Regions from separate parts of the Bicyclus anynana genome. Here region 2 is linked to region 1. Evidence: chromatin contacts called from public Hi-C data. All regions are on one chromosome and are shown on one strand. Each heading gives the region's core, a stretch centred on a gene start, on an enhancer-like site or on the middle of the called end of the contact. The rest is flanking DNA. Distances are from core to core; before and after follow the strand shown. Region 1 overlaps LOC112047920 (synaptic vesicle glycoprotein 2A). Region 2 holds the start of LOC112053310.

The links. A called contact is a pair of places that touch in the nucleus more often than the background predicts.
Region 2: a contact with region 1 is called in a Hi-C map of whole body, with 3 times the contacts expected there. The contact joins the promoter of LOC112053310 here to the enhancer-like site in region 1. A contact is called at or near these places in 2 of 2 Hi-C or Micro-C datasets (whole body and whole larva).

What each region holds. Positions count from the first base shown.
Region 1 is chr10:1,257,843-1,260,461 of ilBicAnyn1.1, forward strand. It overlaps LOC112047920 (synaptic vesicle glycoprotein 2A), which reads left to right. Exons shown (of 11, transcript XM_024085223.2): 11 at 337-917. The coding sequence ends at 416. Among protein-coding and RNA genes, the nearest start is that of LOC112047920, 21 kb to the left of the region's middle. Within about 2 kb of position 1,294, at least 4 of the 8 cell types and tissues checked have open chromatin away from gene starts, as enhancers often do.
Region 2 is chr10:1,340,428-1,343,046 of ilBicAnyn1.1, forward strand. LOC112053310 reads left to right here and starts at 1,300. Exons shown (of 10, transcript XM_052883998.1): 1 at 1,300-1,413; 2 at 2,377-2,501. The coding sequence starts at 1,300.

The DNA of each region.
Region 1 (2,619 bases), core at 44-2,543:
TCACCTGATGGTAAGTGATGATGCATTTAAGATGGAAGTGGGCTAACTTGTTAGGAGTAGGATCAAAGTCCACACCCTTTTAGGTTTCTACACGATTTTGTACTGGAACGTTAAATAGCTTGGCGGTACGTCTTTGCCGGTATGGTGGTAACAAGCCACGGCCGAAGCCTCCCACCAGCCAATCCTGGACCAATTAAGAAAACCTCAATCAGTCTAGACGGGAATCGTACCCAGGACCTTCGTCTTGTAAATGCACCACGCTTATAAAAGCCGTCAAATGGTCCGTATTACCTACAAATAAAAAAAATCTTTATTAATTTTGTTTTTCTCTTTCAGGATCAACCTTACTCATAATATTTTGGCCTAAACCAGAAGAAATACGCGAAGAAATGGAACAAAAGGGGTTAACATACTGACACCTATAGGAAGTAAAATAGGGTTATTATAAATCTAATCTAGGCATGCAATAAATCTCAAAATATTTTTAATCCTTCTATAGGGCAATTATCTACCAATGTTTTGAATCGATTTTAACAAGTAACCAAATATTTTGATATGTAGGTGTATTAAAACCGGAACATGTGATATCCAGACAAACTTTCAGTCTTCTTATAAAGAGTTATGTCTGGCCATTGCATGCTCATAGTTTATATATTCTTAGGGTAATTTTAATTCACATACCTACTTGAAAAGACATACTTTGGCTAAATAGAAGTCGGTTAAATAATCTAACAACTTGACTTTATTTAATATTAGGTTTTATCTTTTATCTATTACAAAGTAGTGTCCACTGGCTCTTAACCTCTATAAATTATAATGTATAAATAAGACTGATTATGTTTATACAAGTGCGTTATCTTATATTGTGAATATACCGTTATATTTTAATTAATAAATTATTATTATTAAAATGAAAATGTTTCTCATTTTGTTCTTAGACCGTTATTAATGGTCTAAGATTTTGTTGCTATGTGGCTCCATCTAGCAATTCTACGTTGTACTACTTAGTTACACGACGTAGTGCAAAAAGCACTCAATAGATGGCGTTATATTTAAAAACCTATTTTCGAAGAATTAAAATTTTATATATTAATTACTAAGTATACTATTAACTAAGTAATTATTGTTTTTACTTGTACTTATGTCAAACATAGTTTTAAAGTAACTCTATCTAACAATTATTTACTGAACTCAGTGGCATCCATATTTTCTTTAACAAAAGTGTTACGTAGTACAAAGAGCACTCAATAGATGGCACTAATTTTAATAAAAATGGCAACTGCTAGATGGCGATAGTAGTATTTTAATACAAGGTTTATTTAGCAAGAGCTTTGGCTGATGGTTGTTCTATTTCTGTCTTGCTCAGCAACGGCTTCCAATATTTTAATCCTGTCTAAGAATTGAACTTATGACTTTCCGATCATTGTCATCATTAGACTATTTAAATCGCCTGCAGGGCAGAGATGATTTACCTTAAATCTACCATGCTACTCCAATGTAGGTTGGCGGGCTTAGATTGATTGATACCTAATGCTTGACTCTGTACCAATTGATAATGACTTGAATTGGCGACTTAACGTGCTCTCGCTAACGTGCGAAACGGGTGGGCTGTGCCCACCCTAGAATGGACCTGAGCCCACCCTAGGGTTCTGGGCTACTGTTTCTATTATGATACTAATAAAAGACTTCATGTCGGGAACCAGGAAATAATCCAATGCCAATACGCCAATACAATAAAAATACGCCAATGCCTGTTTCCAAAATTTCCAAGTACTGAAAATTAGTTTAAAGAAAAAGTACGTACCTATATTTCATTTTTTTTATTCTTTACAAATTAGCTCTTGACAATCTCAACTGATGGTAAGTGATGATGCAAACTAAAATAGAAGCGGGCTAACTTATTAGGGGTAGGATGAAAATCCACACCCATTTCTACACGACAACGTACCGGAACGCTAAATCACTTGGTGGTACGTCTTTACTTTCCTTATTTTATACTTTCCTTTTTACTTTACCTCATTTAAGAAAAACTGAAAATAGGCAATGGCGTACACAAGGCCTTTAAGTGGCTTTACTAGGGTAGGCATTATACATACAAATTACACAAAATGGATAATTCCTTATCTAATATGGGTTTACAATGAGTCCACAGAGTCCACAGACCGCTTCAAGCATAGTAAGAGCCTTAGATAATAGCTCATCGGTTAGAGCGGTCGGACTCATCACTGAAAAGTGGTGGTCCTCGCCCCGTTGGTCTATTGTCGTACCCACTCTTAATACAGTCTCCTAATACACTAGTTGGAGGGAAATGGGAATATGAAAAAAAAGAATGGTGTAAGTACCTACCTACTACTCACTTACTACAAGTAAGTGAACTATGGGCAATTGTGGCTTTGACTGATTATCAACCCACATTCGGCTCACTGCTGAGCTCGAGTCTCCTCTCAGAATGAGTGGGGTTAGGCAAATAGTCCACCACGCTGGCCCAATGCGGATTGGCAGACTTCATACGCGCAGAGAATTTTCTTAATTCTCTGGTGTAGGTTTCCTCACGATGTTTTCCTTCACTGTTTGAGACACGTGATATTTAATTTCATAAAAGCACACAACTGAAAAGTT
Region 2 (2,619 bases), core at 50-2,549, 83 kb after region 1:
TAGGTAGGTATATAACAATAAAGTTTCACTGAGTCAAAACATTAGATTTTTTAATTTAATACACACATTAACAGCTAATTCACTTTTACTTGCTAAGAAAAAATAGACAAAAAAGGTTCCATATCAATTGACAATAAAAAAACTTTTTTCACATCGGCACCCGCGAATAATGAAACGGCGGGACGTCGGCGTTCTAAATTCAAATCGTATTCGAACAATGGCGTCCAGCGGTTCGCGCCTTTTTACACAGACCACACAAAGAATGACATAAAGAATAGAATCAAGTGGATGAAAAAACGCAACTTTTGTAGGACGTACATTCCGCCACGGGCTACCGAATTAACAAATTAATACCGTTTTGGGTTTACCTTTTGATAATTTAATTTAATTGGTCAGTCAAGTGTGGCCAATACTGCAAGTTCGTTTGAAGTGTTATGCATTAATTAATGTCAAGAAAGAATAACTCACGTAATATAATTATTTTTTTTTTAAATTCAATATGTACTTCGCCCGCGTGAAATTTTTCACATCTCTTTATAATATTTTCTCATTCGATCACGCAGAGATACTTTGAGCATAGCTCATTCGGAACCTACTTACATTATGCGTCATCTGAAGGATTTCCAGCCTTCTATGCCTATTCATGACTCTTAGTCCAGCAAAAGCTTCATAACATATTGATCGAGGATTTTAGCCATAAGGCCATTGACAGCTTTACTGTTCTGATAGTCGTTCTGATGACCGTTATTGTTTTTAAGTCATTTGAATATCAGAACAGAACTATCAGAACGGTTGACTGCTCAGGGTAATCTCATGAGCAAGATGGTAGGTAAGCATGGAAAGCTCGTTCCTACTAATATATAAAATTATATAAATTAATACATATTATGACTTATTATTTAGTTAGCTTGTTCAAAAAGAAAGTTATTTTTTAATTCTATCATTCCTCCTAGGCTTCAGATATTTCCATGTCATTGATTTATAGAACTTCTTTATGGAAAATACTGACATCTATCAATCAAAACAAATCTTTCATAACAAAGTCATTTGAAATGTCCAAACTGCAAACCAAAATTTTTGTAACAATGAAGAAAAATACAATAAAATATTGAACTAATTAATATTTAATCCAGCCATGCCATAGAAAGGTTCTATTCACCATGTACCACCAGTAACACAGAAAGAGAAAAAAGACAGTTTTAGTCCAATTTAAATATCACTTAAAGTTCTTTCTTTCTTTATTTCAATTTCTAATTTCACTTGCAGTTTTTCGTCGATCAATGTATTTGCGTTGATACAATGGAAGTCGTGGCCAGGGATATTCCACGGACCGTCACTTCACCCGAAGATATCCCGGTCATTTCTAAAGTGACCAGCCTTAATCAGCCTGATGGAGGTCCCATGACAGCACAGGTTTTTTTTTTAGTTTCACTCGGTTCACGATCCAGCAGGAATACGAGGATAAAGCTTATATCACCGGGGAAAGTGTAGCTTCCCAATAATGAAAGAATTGTGCAAAATCCATTCAGTAGATCCACAGATTATCCCTACAACCTCACAAAGTTTACCTCGTTATAATGTTAGTTAGCCACACTTTAGCACAAAAGCTTTCCGTACTGGAGGAAGAACATAGGACCATTATCTAAACCATACTAATAATAAAGAGGAAAGATTTGTTTGTTTGTTTCTTTGCATTGAAAAGGCTCAGAAACTACTGAACCGATTTAAAAATGCTTTCAATGTATTGAAGCTTCACTATCCTCAAGTGCTACAGGTTAAATTATTGTATGCCCTTATTCCTACGGGAACGGGAACCACGCGAGTGAAATGGTTTAATAAAATCAAAGGCGTTATGTATGTTTTTTCGTCCGAAATTCCTCAATGCCTGAAGACGAAAGTCTTCGAACAGTGCGTGTTGCCAGTAATGACCTATGGACCGAGACATGGTCGCTAACTATAGGCCTCATAAGAAGGCTCAGAGTAACACAGCGGACGATGGAACGAGCTGTGTTAGGAGTATCTCTGCGTGATCGAATCAGTAATCAGGAGATTCGCAGAAGAATAAAGTCACCGACATAGCTCAACGAGTCGCAAAGCTGAAGTGGTAATGGGCGGGGCACATAATTCGAAGAGCCGATGGACGTTGGGGTCCTAACGTGCTGGAATAGCGACCCCGTACTAGTGTCGGTCGACCCTCCACCAGGTGGACTGACGACATCAAGCGAGTCGTTAGGATTCGCTGGATGCAAGCTCAGGATCGTGATGTTTGGAAGTCTCTACAAAAGGCCTATGTCCTGCAGTGGACGTCCATCGGCTGATATGATGATGATGATCATCATCATCATCACTAGTTTACGTCCTTGTCTATGCTTACAGGCGAGTGCGGAGAACTCGTCTCTCTGCACCCTGGCGTGCGACCAGAGTCTACTAAGCGGGAACGTTGACCGGTGGATGGGCGTCAACAGCACTAGAGAGACCAGCACAGGGGTGCAGGGCAGCAGGTAATGGCTCCATCATCATACGACTACAGGCGCGCACAAGGTATTTAACAAGGGTAGGTAGGCATTACAAACTGGAATTTATCTTTATTTTTTTATTCATTACAAGTTAGCTCTTGAC